3 separate regions of the Mus musculus genome follow, and regions 1 and 3 are each linked to region 2. Evidence: chromatin contacts called from public Hi-C and HiChIP or PLAC-seq data. All regions are on one chromosome and are shown on one strand. Each heading gives the region's core, a stretch centred on a gene start, on an enhancer-like site or on the middle of the called end of the contact. The rest is flanking DNA. Distances are from core to core; before and after follow the strand shown. Region 1 has its middle 86 kb from the start of Gm15942. Region 2 holds the start of Grhl2 (grainyhead like transcription factor 2). Region 3 overlaps Gm35019 (a long non-coding RNA gene).

Region 1 (4,539 bases), core at 678-3,177, 550 kb before region 2:
TAAACCACCACGCAGACAACACATTTTCTGTGAGCTCTGTGTGCTTTGCCTAGAGTATAATATTTGTAGTAACTTTTTCCCTCTAGGAAACAATTTTTTTCTTTAGACGAATTGACTTTATCCTGTGTGTATGAATGTTTTGCCTGCATGTATGTGTGTGCTGGTGCATGGACAAGTCAAAGAAGGCATTGGATTTCCTGCAACTGGAGCTATAACATGTGATCGTGGGAATCAAACCTGGGTCCTCTGCAGGAGCAACAAGGGTTCTTAACCCTTGAGTCATCTCTCCAGCCCCAGAAAACCTTATTTCAAGTAGAATTCAAGTCTGTTGTGTTAGGAACTCCCCAACGCAGACAATTTTTCTATTTTATTTTATTTTATTTTATTTTATTTTATTTGTGTGGATGTTTGCCTGCGTGTGTATATGCAACACACATGAGTCAGACCCCCTTGGAACTGGAATTGTGACTCAAGCATCGTTAGCAGAACCTGCCCTCTTGCTCATCTTGGTTTGCCCTCTTGGAGTTGGTGGCATTTTGGGCTCCTTCTTACTGTAGGCTATCTGGGGGGCACTAACCTTTACATGGTCTGGGTTTTGTACATCAGGCAGGAAGAGGGAGCCTCTACCTTGACATTGCTCACAGTGGCTCGCTCCAGCTCATTGTTGCATCTTAGATCTTTTAACTCCTGAGCCACAGGCTGAGGAGCAAGGCTACTTCTCTTGCAGAAACCTGATGCCATCAGGAGACAGGCCCTTTAATTGTGGGTTGTGAAACAGATGTTCTGTAGACTTCTGGTGGCACATCTACATTCCAGATGAGAGGACCAGGCTTTGGAGAATTAAAAAACTTAAAAAGGTCACATGGCTTATAATAAGTGGAATTTGGGACTGAAGAATCACAATGTACGCACTTAGATATACACACGTATTACTCGTGAACAGGATGGTTAAAGGGGGGTTACTAGGGCTCGATTCTCTGTTTCCAAAAAGACAACTCCATAACTTTGAGAAGTTAAAAGCATCTCCGGGTTGGAGAAAAGAGGGAAAAGGAAGACACAGGTCTCTCTCTCTCTCTCTCTCTCTCTCTGTGTGTGTGCGTGTGTGTGGCGGGGGGTGGGGGGGCTTCTCACATCCACGCATTCAAAGGATGATTCAGAGCAGTTTGGACCTGCTCTACACTGCGCTAGGTTCTCAGGATGCAGCAGAACTGGCTTGAGTTCCTGTGTTAGTCGTTTTGTGGCTGTTACCAAATACCTACTGTGGGTAACTCTAAAAGAGGAAGTGCATATTTTGCTTAGTTTCTGAAGGTTCTCTGTAGCTTAGTGCTTTGGGAACAAACTTTGGGAACTGGAGTGGCTGGCACAGACTGTTCACCTCATGATGGCTAGAAAACAGAGACTGGGATAAGAAGCAGCGGGAAGTGGGGGGGCAGGGGGGGCGCAATATGCCCCCACTGACCTACCCCACTCCCTCTAGCTAGGTCCACCTGAGAAAGTTTAAAGATTCTCCCAAAATTGCCTCACCAAGTGCAGACCTATGAGTCTATGGGAGACCTTTCCTATTGCAACCATGGCTTCTTCCTTTTAATTAATTCATGGAACAGATCAACAAGAGCTTGGACCATAACAGCAGTAATGGCATAGCATAAGAGCTGAGCTCATTTGGTGGGGACAAAGAGCTTTTGTTTAAGATTTGCTGAAGTAGTCCCAGGAACATGGCTTGTGTACTAAATGAGGAATAAGTATTCCTTAAATACATTAAAAGTGTGACAATATATAAATGGTATAAAGTTTGCCATTTTAATCACTTTAAGTGGACTATTTTGTGTCACTGAGAACATCTGTGTTACTGTGTCTCTGGCCACCCCTCTCTACAGCCTGTTTTTTCTCTTTCTGAACTGAAGCTCTGGGCTCATTAACAGTAGTTCCCCATTCTTCTCTCTCCTCAGTCCCTGACAGCCACCTTCCTCCTTTCTGCCCCGTGAGTCAGAGCATGTGATTGGTGTGGTGCCTAATATTCACCTTTTTGTGACTGATTTATTCCACTTAACTGAATGCCTTTAGGTTCTCCATGTTGTGATAGATACTGGGATTTCTTTCCTAATTAAGACCGAGTACATTCCATTGACTGCATACAGCAGACCGGCTCTCCATTTGTCTGTTGCTGGGCATGGCAGCGGCTCCCATCTGTTGCTCTTGTGCATAACACACTACTAACATAGGCATGTAAGTGTATGTTCATGTTTCTCCTTTGGCTGAGCACTCAGAGCTGACACTGCTGGATCGCTTGACACTCTATATTCAATCTCTTGCAACTACCAGATTGCTTTCCAGAATGCCTCCATGTCGCACACCCAGAAGGATCCTGACAGGGAGTGGGAGGAGAGAAAAGGCTGCAGAGGTGTGAGGGGTTTCTCCCACACCCACAGGACTGAAACATCGTCATCTTTGTCCTGTGTGGTATTAAATTTGGGAGCAGAAGTAGACATGGATCTGAGACATTTTCCTCAGATAGGTTGACCAGTTGTTCATGGGAAATACCTCCTGGAATTCTAAGTGTGAATTCAATCTAGTCTGGCAAACTCTGTCATTTGTCCCATGAAGGGTGGCAGAAACGAAGCAAGCTTATGTTAATGGGCTGTTTATATAGCTGTTGGGATAGTGAATTGGCTATGTGTGTGTCTACGTGTGTCTGTCTGTGTGTGTGTGTGCATGTGGTGTGTGGGTGTGGTGTGTGGTACATATGGTGTATGTGTGTGTGTGGTGTGTTTGTGTGCTGTGTGTGTAATGTGTGTTTTGTGTGTGTGTATGGTATATGTGTGTGTGGTGTTATGTGTGTGTAGTGTGTATGTATGGTATATGTGTGTGGTATTATGTGTGTGGTATATGTGGTGTGTGTGTGTGTGGTGTGTGTTATGTATGAGGTGTGTATGTGTATGAAGTGTGTGTGTGTGGTGTGTTTGTGTGCTGTGTGTGTAGTGTGTGTTTTGTGTGTGTGTATAGTATATGTGTGTAGTGTGTATGTATGGTATATGTGTATGGTGTTATGTGTGTGGTATATGTGGTGTGTGTGTGTGTGTGTGGTGTGTGTTATGTATGAGGTGTGTATGTATATGAGGTGTGTGTGTGTTTGTGTGTGTGGTGTTATGTGTGTAGTGTGTATGTATGGTATATGTGTATGGTGTTATGTGTGTGGTATATGTGGTGTGTGTGTGTGGTGTGTGTTATGTATGAGGTGTGTATGTATATGAGGTGTGTGTGTGTGTTTGTGTGTGTGTGTGTTTTTGTGGTGTTATGCCTGGGGAGTGTGAAAACAGTTTCTCGAAGTACTTTGGGAGTCAGGTTGGCTGCAGAGTGCTGCCCACAGAACTCTGCTCTTCAGCTTTGTCCTGGCAGGCAGTTATGTAGTCCAGGAAGTACCTAGCCACTCTTGTTCTCACCTCCTAGCACCTCCCAAGTGGCGAAACTGTCCTGACCATAAGCTAAGTGGGCTGTAGCCAGTGCACTGCTTGAAGGACACAGAAGAAAGGCTGGAGGGTGGCAGAGCAGAGAACATGGCATTTTGGAGCCCCATGGTCCACCCCATGTAAAGGGTGAAGGGAACCAGGGCACCCAGAGATGGAGGGACTCACCAATGGTCAGGGATCAGGGAACAATCGGTAGAACTGGGCTGAGAGTCTGGGCAGACAGTGGAAATAGTAGGGACATTTCTTGTTCTTCTAACTGGCTCTACAGTAGCAGACCATCCCTAGGCCCAGGTGATCTGATGTCTAGTGTTGTTCTGGTGGACCTGGTCCCTTGAGTACTCAGGCATGGCTTGAGGGGTTTGTAGCCCAAGAAAGCTCCATGAGAACCAGATATTAGTGCCACCAAGTGCATGCCATCTGAAGTGGGGAAAGAGGTTGGTCTCGTTCTGGGACTGGACTGAAGTCCTCTGTGCATGTGGAAAAGGCTGCTTTTAGAAGACTCAGAGCTTCCCTCCCTGCTGCCTGAAAAGTTGATGTCATGAGTGACACACAGGGTTCAGGCCTTGCTTCCTGTGTCCATGGAATCGACTGTCACAAACTAGGCACCTTGACACAGTAGACATACATTGATTCGCTCACAGCTGTGCAGGCTCTATATCCAGAGGCAGAGGTGTTGCTGAGCCCCACTTTTTCTAGATGCTCAAAGAGAAATAGTTCTTTCAATTATAATTAGTTAGTTAATTAATTAATTAATTAATTAACTTATTTATTTAGAGATGGGGCAGTCCTATGTTGCCAAGGCTGCTCTTGAACTTGTGGGCTCAGATGTTCCTTAGCCTTCTGAGCCTCTGGGACTCTGGGTGTGTGTCACCATGCCTGGTGGCTTGCCTCTTTTAGTTTCTGCTGGCTGTGGGTGTTTTGGCCTCCAAAGTCTGTCTTCCTCTCCTCTGTGGTTGATTCTGAGGATACTTTCTGTGGGGTGCAGGCCCACTTTCCGTGGGGTACAGGCCCACCTTCAGCACCCACACTGGTCTTTTTCAGTATCCTTACTTGCATCTGCAAAGAGCGTCCC
Region 2 (4,709 bases), core at 1,215-3,714:
CCTTTGGTAGAGCAGTCAGTGCTCTTACCCACTGATTGAGCAGAGAAAGCAGGGGACATTTGATCCTGGTTTCCTTACAGTTTTAAGGAGAAAACTCCTTAGTTGGTTTTCTCAGGATGCAAAATGAAATCCTGAAAACCACTAGATAAAAGCTACTTTCATTAAATGCTCATGTAATTCTAGATAGACATTACCATAAAAACTAGGTAATACATACTCGTTAAGCCAGATTGTTAGTACTCAGTACTTAGACTCAATAGTGAATAAATTATCCCTATTGGTGCTAAGTATAACTTGGAGAAAATAAATACCCATCCACTTTCGTTCTTCGTTCCTTTGACTCATGCAGTGCCACAGAACTAAGCAAGCAAACTGAGTGTTAATTGTGCAATTAAAGTAACTGTGCACCCTTTTACACATCAAACTCAAAACAAACCAAAATAAAAACGAAAAAACAAACGTTGTTGTTGTCTTGGATTTGGGTTATATGAGTTTTCAACCTCAGGTGATAACTCCACTACCAAGAGAGCTGAAGTGGAGGTCAAGATGTGCGTGGGAGTATCTCCTACGCTTTCCCAACCCTAAACTTTCTAGCTCCTGGCCCAGTTCCTAATACTAGTTCTTCGATTCCGGTATCTACTTGCGCAGATAAATCTTAAAGGGCGACAGAGTAGTAAGTTTTAAAGTATGAAAACAAGCGTCCTGGACATCGGCCGCATCGTGACAGTGCCCATCCAAAATCGGGTTAGGCAGGCTTTCCTTCTCCGCCCTCCTCCCTTCCAGGTCCTCAACCTGGGGACTGGTCCTGTGCTTTTCTCGGTCAAGACTCTCAGGAAGGTCTCCTTGGAATGGCCACACCAGCCGGGTTAAGTTACTAGGGGCAGCAAAAGTGCGGCCTCTGAGCCTTTCCAATAGGACGCAGCCAGTTCCCGGCCTAGGACGCCCCGGGAGGAGGGGGAAGGAAGTGTCGCCACCGAATGGAAGGAGGGCAGCGGGACCCACCTCCCGCTCCCTCCCGCTCCCGCCCGCTCCCGCCCTCGGCCCCACCTCCCCCGGCTCGCACAAAGCCGTCCCCAAGGCGGGGACCGCGACGGACCAGGCCCCGCGCCCCGCGGCTCACGCGGCTCCCGGCAGGCCTGAGCTCCGGTCGAGGACGCAGAGAGCCCGGAGTCCCGGTGCTCCACCATGCTCCCCCACCCCCTTGCCCTCGACAGCCTCGGCGAAGGCCGATCGAGCCCCACGCCCGAGGTGGCGGCCTCCGAACAGTGGGCCGCGCGGTCACCGGACGCGTATGAGCCAGAGACGTCGGGGCGCAGGGAGACCGGCCCAAGTGTGGGCACCCCTTCGTACTCGGCCTCAAAATCAGTCCCCCATTCCCGAGAGGTCCTGTCCCGCACCTGCGCGAGGTGACTGGCCACTGCGTGGGCTGCGGGAAGGAGCGAGGCGCGGGCACACCCACGGACCCGCCATCGCGGCCTGCCCGCTCCTCCGTCCCGTCGGAGACCCGCGCTGGGGCGCACATGCACCCCGGGTCGCCGCAGTGGGGAAGATGGCCGTGTCTGCAATCGCATAAAAGGCCTTTGTTGAGCGCACACAAAAGAGGCCCAGACCGCTTTTCCAGCAGGCCCTTTGGCCTAATCGAAGGAAGTCGACTGAACTTCCAACCGGCCCAGGAAGTCTGAGGCTGGGGAGCACCTCCAGGCAAGGGGGTTAACTACAGGCCTCCCGCCACCATCTGCCAAAACCTCAATCAGTGCCCAAGGGTCCGTTGGTCGGGGCAGTGGGAGCTGAGCTCATTCGTCGGGGAGGAAGCAAAGAAAACCCACGTTTACTTGCAAGGCCCCAAAACGGGTTTTAAACATTCACGTTCGAGTAGGGTCTCTCCCCTGAATCGGGGTAGAAATAATCCGAGAGGGTCTGGATACACCAAAAAGAAAAAAGTAAAAAGAGAGGAAAAAAATACAAAATCAAAATCCAACAATAGCGACTTAAAAAACAAAAACAAAAACAAAAAAAACAAAAACACAACAAACCAGTTGCCATCAGCCCAAAGGGGCAGCGGCAGCCGCCGCCGGCGCGTGCGACCCACTTACTTGTCCGACTCTTGTGACATGTTTGATCCAATGAACTCGCTCCCCTTTTCCTGGAGCCTCAGCCTCTGGTGAAACTGGACTTTCAAGTCTGTGCAGGTGAAGGTGTGTGAGAGCGCCCGAGATGGCAGAACAAGAGCTACAGGTAATTCTGCTTTCGTCCCCCCTCACCACTCTCGCTCGCCCGCTCGCTCGCGCCCTCACCTAGCCGGAAAGGTGGGATGGGGGGAGGGAGCCCTCACATGGGGCCCGCGCTCGGAGGCGGCCCGGCGGCGCGGAGTCCTCCCGGATCGCTGCAATGGGCAGACACAGAGCGCAAAGTGGCGGACTTGGGCGGCCACAGGTAACTTTCTCGCAAGGCGCTGAATTCTTTCACTAAAGGGTACAAGCCCGAGGGCCGAGCTGCGCGGTGATTGGCTGCGGTGCTCCCTCAGGTGAGCTGCCATTGGCAGAGGCGCGCTCAGGTAAGGCCCTTCTCCAAGTGCAGGTCACTCACTGCGAAGTTTACCTGAGTGGAGCGGTGGCACGCTGGAGACTCTGCGAGCTGACTTCTACCCACTTTTGGCTTTCTTCCCTGACTAGGGGCAGGGTAGAGGTGATGGGAGAGACGGAGCGGGGAGCGCCACTACAGACACTAGGTACCGTGGGTCAAACCGAAGGACGACAGAATGCTGAACCCAGAAATCAACAAGCCACCCGGAACCAAATGGCCAGTTCACCACCTGCCACTTGACACTCGCGGGACGAAAACTGTGTGGCGGGCAGAAGAGTCAGGGAACTAGAGTTACGCTATGCTGAGTGGGAAAGGAACGGATTGCCGGGTCTCTTGCGTAATTGCATTGTTAGCATTCTTATCCACAACAAACTCTTCTCCTGCTCTGATGCATAGAAGATAGCAGGTCGTTTTCAGTTTTCAACTAGTCGAGCGACCTTTCCTGAACTGGATCTATGAAGTGCGGCGTGGCTTTAATGGAGAAAGGAGATTCGGTTGAATAGACTCTTAAGGTGGCCCGGGCGCACCTCTTGCATCTCTCCGCAGCCTGGGATTCCTGCGCTGCGGAACAACTACTGCATCTGTTCCATAAGCCTGTCGCCCGTTGACATTTCTAGGCAAGCATCAACATTTACATTGTAATTCAATAGAAGCAGCTACTACAAAGGCTCTTTATCCTTGCAGTTTAATATGGTTGCCAGGGGAACAACGCAGGATGAAAGTGACTTGTTTGTGTGGGTTCTCTTCTGGTCCGGAACAGTGCGAAGTAGCCAGGTGTCATTTATAATCGCTGCTACGAGAATTAAGTATTTGTGGGAGTTCTGACAGGGATCTAGCCCATACATGAGCGTGGTGGAAATACAGGAGGGTATGGAAAGCTTTGCCACATTTATGTCAAGTCAACACTGGAGCACTGGAGCTGTCAGATTTGACACAACTTCTGTATTAAACCTTTGCAGGTCACATGATTTGGGGGAATTAAATTACGGCACTAGGTTTGGTTGTTCTTTATTTCCACTCTTAGCAACTGACTTTAACGATTCTATTTTATTTTAGATAATAACATAAGCACCCATACAGGTACTTTTTAGAAACAATATATTTTTAACACAGTTTGAACACGGTATCCGTGTGCACCTTACTTTCTTTTTCCCTCCTCTAGAGACAGTCACATTCCGCCGATGCCGGGTGGGTGGGCGGGTGGCTCTGTGGCTTGCCCCCTGTTGTGCGCATCTCCTGATGCATCAACGTTGTGGTTTGAACACTTGCTACTCGTTATGAGCTGCTAACTCCTCTACTCTTTTGCTTCCAGTTCCAGCCCCCATCATGGTCCCTCCTCAGGTTAGAGACTAAGAAGTATGTATCTGGTCGAGTTTCAGTGGCAACAGAGAGCACTGATGTAGTGTGGTGGTTTCCTTTTTTACCTTTTGTTTAGTTTATTACGAACCTATCCTGATATGGTTCTATAACAAATCTACCAAGTGACTGTAAAATTTAGTTTCCAAAAGACCAAATATCCCATTCCATCTTCTCCCTGCAAACAAGCCTGCAGAGCTCCTACCCTCCAGATCCAATGGAGATGATCTGTTTTATGGATTGGCTGTCATCCTGGGACACCTTGTCCTATGCCCTGAGTCTTCTTTGAGGATTTACGGTATTTTCTTTTTGTTTTATTTCACTTTGGAGGGCGGTCTCCTTGTGCAGCCCTCACTGGCCTGACCCTTGCCATGTGGGCCAGGCTGTTTTCAAGTGTTTTGTCCTCTGCCCAGTTCCCAGGCATTCATCACCACACCTCTGCTACTTTAAGAACTCTGAGTTTTGGTTATTTTTAAAATACAGTTCTGTGACTTTGCCATGGCTACACTAGCTTTCCTGGTTTTGAGGGTGTCGTTTTATTACAGGGTTTCCCTGCCTTTCCTTGGCTTCCTCTGCCTCCCTTTCCTCTGAGTTTGCTCTGGTTCCCCCGTGGCAGAACCTCCTTCCTCTGTCTGCAGCCTTTCACTTTGCATTCCCAGGTACAATGAGGTCATGAGAACTTCTTCAGTAACCTCGTGGGGGTGGGGAATGGGCTTGCTCACTGGTGGGCCTGCTGTCTTTCCCTTGGAGCTTGTAGTTATCAGGAGATC
Region 3 (4,591 bases), core at 500-2,999, 670 kb before region 2:
AACTGACTAAACCTCTGAAACGGTAAGCCAGCCCTAAGTAATGCTTTTCTTTATAAGACTTGCTTTGGTCATAATAGCAACAAAATCCTAAGACTAAGGGGGTAACAGGCTTAAGGGCCATTTCCTGTCTCTCACTGGACCTACATCCCTGCTCTGATCTAGGCCAGTTGGAGCACACAGAAGGTTAAGAAATCACCCCTCCCTAACAGAGTGTTCATGAAAGCAAGGGGGAAAGTCTATGGCAGGAACGGCAGGCAGTCCTCTCTCCTTACCAGAGAGGTCTCTAATTTGTACAGCTGTGTGCAGTTGTCTCAACATGTAACCACCTGTATCAGTTTTTGCCATTGTAGGAACATGTTGAAACAGGAAAAAAGGAGATAAGTTGAAACCACTCTAAAACATAGCTGTTTGCTTCATAAAGTTCTTGGGAGAGTCCATAACTCAAGGACTAGAAAAGGCCGTGGTACTGGCCAGGTCTTTACATAATGATTGGGGACCAACTTTCAAATGTCATTGGGTGACAAATGTGAACTCATATTTTGATTGCTATTCAATTTGTGCTAATACATAAAGAGAAAGAAGCAGGTCTGAAAAGCTGGCTGGAATGAGTTGATGGACTCACCTGATTGGTCAAAACAGTTATTTGTGCTGGAAGAGAGTAACGGGGTGGGGGAAAGGGAGGGAAGGGGAAAGAAGCATTATGTAGTATTTCTTTAGTTGTGAATAGTTGTAGTTTCTATTAGTCTCAGAGAGAAGAATTCAACTTTAAAACTCTGGTTCTGAGCAGCCAGGGGAGAAAGCAATTAGAGGGAAACAGGAAATTATAACAAACTGTTCAGTGGCGGGAGACAGAGTGAACAATGCAGTCCTTAAAGGGTTTTTTCCTGTCAGGATAAACAGCTCTTTCTTGTGTTTGGTTATACTTTAACCATGATACAAAGGGAGACAGAGAACTGGTAATCTGATACCAAAATTAATTTCTGGAGTGATAAGGATGGAATTTAGGTTGTGGAAGGAACCACATTTAAAATTCTCCAGTGTGTATTTTAAGGTAAGGTGAGAGAGTGGTTTAGGGAAGAGGTCGTTGGATATGGATTCTGAAAGTCATGCACACAGACTCTGATGCAGTAGGAAGTGAGAATGTGTGTACAGAGAACAGCTTGTGTATTTTATGGACGAATCACCTGTCAATTAAGAAAACCTACGGCCTATAGAAAAGGGTAGACTAGAAGGTGGGACAACTGGTAGGCAGAGAGGATTCTGGGAAAGAGCCAGGTGTGGGAAGAGTTGCTGGGGAAGATGTGAGGAGGACAGATGAATGATACCTGAGCAGAGGTGACCAGCCACATGGCAGAATATAGGCTAATATAAGTGGGTTATCAGAGAAGAGCCTAGCTATATGGCCTAGATATCTGTAAATATATTTTGAGTCTGAGTGGTTATTATGGGAGCTTGGAACCAGGAGGAAAAACAAACACTTTAATAGATGACACCCAATGTGGGGCATGTTATCCAGGTTTAGAGCCTGAGAAGCCATTGGGAAGGATGGTTTAGCATACTGCTCTGTGATGGTGGGCAGGCTGCTCCGTTTGGTGTGGTTGGCCACAGAAGCCAGTGAACAGTGGAGGCAAAAAAACATGAAGAGGCTGAGTATGGAAATACAGGCCTCTTATCCCTCCAAGGTGCACCATGGCCATCTTCTAGGGAGAGCAGAGGCCTGTATGAGGCAGTAGAGTGAGGAACCAGAGCCTCAAGGCACAGCCCCACAGGAAACACTTCTCATGTTGCATGCTGCTCTGGGGAGCCAGTGCTCTGCTGGGTGGAAGGTATGACTCATGCTGAGGCTTATGGGAAATTCAGCACCCCAGTCCAGGCCCACTGAGCCCCCATCCTGATGCTTGATGACAGGTGGCAGCCCAGCCAAATGTGGCAGGGCAAGTGGGCACCAAGAATACCCATGGGTGCCCTTGGGTGAAGGCCTGAACCCTCACAGAAGCACAGCAGGTGGGAGTGGCCTGTCTAGAACTGGCAGGAGGCAAAGCCAATGGGACAACCTTCTGAACTGAGCTGAGAGGGTGGAGCTGGCCACTACAGATACATGCTAGTCCGAGGAGCCTGGAAATGTGCAGAAGGACAGAGGAGCACTTACCCTGAGCTGCAATAGGATTGAAAAGCCACAGACATCTGAGCAGGTAAGGTATTGAGTTTAGAAAACTATAAAAGAGAAGGGAAACTGAATTAAAAAAGAAAGAAAGAAAGAAAGAAAAACTATTTGGTTTAAAGATAAGAGGGTGAAGTCCTTAAGAAAAATTTTAGAGAATAAAAAAAAAAGAAATATATTTTCTATGTCAAGAAAATGGAAACACAGGGACTTCCGGGGTTGGTCAGAGGAAGAGAGGAAGCAGGAGAAGGGTTTTTTGACAGAGACAGGGAAAGGACAAGATCTGGCTACTAGTGTCTCCCAGTTTAGATAGTGAATCTGCCAGGATTTGCCACAGGAGGATTTACATTTAATAAAGCTTACAAGATTAGAATTCTCGTTGTTGTAGTCAGTGATTGAGTTACCATTGTTTCTGAACTAACTTTGTGTTGTTTTCCTTCATGTGGTGGCTCGGCGGTGTTCCAGAGAGAGAGAAAGGTATGGCAGCAAAGCATGGGTTTGCCTGATGTGTCCCCCAAAAGGATGTAGGAGTTTTGAAGCACGGGGCTGGTGTGGTAGTGACCTGCCAGTGGGAACTTATCTGGGTGGAGAGATTTTGGAGCTCTGAGTCAGAGAGACTTGCCCACCAGTGCTTGACTGGCCATAGCATGGCAAGGTTCCTTTTTATTGCTTCCCACAACATGTGGTAAACCAACGTGTTAGGCAAGAATCCACTAGAAATTTAAGATTATTAGCCTGAGAGTTAGAGTTTTATTTTCTAAGTGAGAGAAAGGTGGTGCTGGGATGATGAGTCATGTGTACTTAAGCGAGGGAGCCTTGAAACAAACAAAAAAAAAAAAAAAAAAGAGGGCTCTGAGGTCCCCTGCTGTGGAAAGAGACAAGATGGCTGCTCTGAGTCAGAGAGCTGGAGAATGGAAGCTGCCTTTATCTTGGGGCAGATATTGATTTAACTGTGAATTTATAACATTGGGATTATTTGCTTTTAGGATAGATTTATATACAGATTTTGTTTAAATCATGTGGGGAATTTCACCTGTGGTTCAGAGCTAGGATAGGGAAAATTAGTCACTGACTCCAAGTAGAGAGAGCAGTGATAACTGCCTGCTATGAACAGATATTAATTATTAAAAGTCTGTGACTACAGGTAGAGAGTTCAACAGATAGGTATTATAACAGGTATTAATAAAATAAATGTCTGTGGCTCCAGGTAGAGAGCCCAAGCAATAGATGTTATAACAAGATGGCTGCTCTAGGTGGAGAGCTTAACAAGTAAAAACTACCTGCTTCCTATAGGCAGATATTAATGAAAGTTTGAATTAATTGCTTTAAAGATGGTATAAAGATAAATTGCTCTAACAAGTGTTATAGGATACTCATATTCTGTCTAAAATGGGCTCTACGGGAATTTTGAATTTAAATCCTGGTTTGAATAGCTGCCTGCTTATAATCAAGTATAGACAGAAGTGTGAATCAATTATTTTAAAGATGGCATAGAAAGGTCTTCAAGATACCTAACTCATATTCTCTAACGTGGGCTCCATGGGAACGTTGGGTTATTATCTTGCATGACAAAATAGAAAAAGCCTAAGAATAGGCACATAATAGTATTTTAGTTTGCTTCATTTGTTTTAGATTAATTTTCAAGATGGGTGTGATTTTGAGTTTTGTGGTTATATTATCCTTCTGGGAGAGATGTCAAAATAAAGGTTTTTCTGGTTACTGGCTCAAGCATAAGCTGATTTGGGAGAAAGGTTTTGTCTTTGCATTTTTAGAGAAGGTGATTGGTGTCTATACACCTTCCAGAGTAATATGGATCAAATTTGATAGAGGGACCCCCTCCCCCCCAGGACTAGATTCCAGAGAATCAAACAAAAAGGATATCTTGATGATACTAAAATTTTGTTTTGAGATTTGTATATTACAGACTATACAGCCTTGGTGAGTCTCATCATCAGACATGCTGAACTGACCTGCTTGATCTCCTGATGTCTTGGACTTTCAGCCGGATCCAGTCAGGACACAGACATCAGAGACTGTAACAATCATTGGGGTGGCCTTCTTAAGGCCAACCAACTCCCTCATTTTTTTCTACCCTTCCTCCCCTTCAAAGATATCTCAACGCCCATATTCAGCTTGAAGAAGTTATGAAGAGTTATCATTCCAGTTCCCTGGGCTTTGGGGCTGGAAGTTGTTATTCTAAGGTTGCCTTTCTGGGGAACATAGAAATGGTCATAATTGAAACAGGGAGAATTTATTATTAGCTAGAATTTATTATGTAGCCATGATCTCATTTGGTAGAAATCTTTACAATAGTTACTAAGTTGAGTCATGATTTCTTATTTTGGTACAGGATTAATTTTGATGCAGAATCAAGTTTTCATAGATATAAATTTCTTCTATTGATACAAAAATTCTAAAACTGTAAGGCTT

The links. A called contact is a pair of places that touch in the nucleus more often than the background predicts. HiChIP or PLAC-seq counts read pairs in DNA pulled down with a chosen protein or histone mark.
Region 1: a contact with region 2 is called in an H3K4me3 HiChIP or PLAC-seq map of embryonic forebrain, with 4 times the contacts expected there. The contact joins the enhancer-like site here to the promoter of Grhl2 in region 2. A contact is called at or near these places in 12 of 39 promoter capture datasets (the 3T3-L1 cell line, cranial neural crest, embryonic stem cells and 7 more), 1 of 484 Hi-C or Micro-C datasets (embryonic stem cells) and 4 of 115 datasets of contacts at active chromatin or transcription factors (astrocytes, embryonic forebrain, embryonic stem cells and 1 more).
Region 3: a Hi-C map of uterus shows a contact between it and region 2, with 2.6 times the contacts expected there. The contact joins the enhancer-like site here to the promoter of Grhl2 in region 2. A contact is called at or near these places in 12 of 39 promoter capture datasets (the 3T3-L1 cell line, cranial neural crest, embryonic stem cells and 7 more), 1 of 15 datasets of contacts at CTCF or cohesin (embryonic stem cells), 2 of 484 Hi-C or Micro-C datasets (bone marrow-derived macrophages and uterus), 5 of 115 datasets of contacts at active chromatin or transcription factors (embryonic forebrain, embryonic hindbrain, embryonic midbrain and 2 more) and 2 of 9 other capture datasets (embryonic stem cells and liver).

What each region holds. Positions count from the first base shown.
Region 1 is chr15:37,784,374-37,788,912 of GRCm38.p6, reverse strand. It overlaps a transcript of Ncald not described here. Among named protein-coding and RNA genes, the nearest start is that of Gm15942, 86 kb to the right of the region's middle. Within about 2 kb of position 1,927, at least 53 of the 459 cell types and tissues checked have an H3K27ac peak or open chromatin away from gene starts, as enhancers often do. A contact at or near this core is called in embryonic forebrain and hippocampal neurons, where this site is marked.
Region 2 is chr15:37,230,791-37,235,499 of GRCm38.p6, reverse strand. Grhl2 (grainyhead like transcription factor 2) reads right to left here and starts at 2,464. Exons shown (of 16, transcript NM_026496.4): 1 at 2,094-2,464. The coding sequence starts at 2,113. Gm16136 (predicted gene 16136) reads left to right here and starts at 2,341. Exons shown (of 2, transcript NR_155442.1): 1 at 2,341-2,524; 2 at 2,673-3,579.
Region 3 is chr15:37,897,234-37,901,824 of GRCm38.p6, reverse strand. Gm35019 (a long non-coding RNA gene) reads left to right here. Exons shown (of 7, transcript XR_383951.4): 2 at 1,909-2,192; 3 at 2,627-2,638; 4 at 4,071-4,591. Among named protein-coding and RNA genes, the nearest start is that of Gm35019, 8.4 kb to the left of the region's middle. Within about 2 kb of position 1,749, at least 10 of the 459 cell types and tissues checked have an H3K27ac peak or open chromatin away from gene starts, as enhancers often do. A contact at or near this core is called in pancreatic cancer cells and uterus, where this site is marked.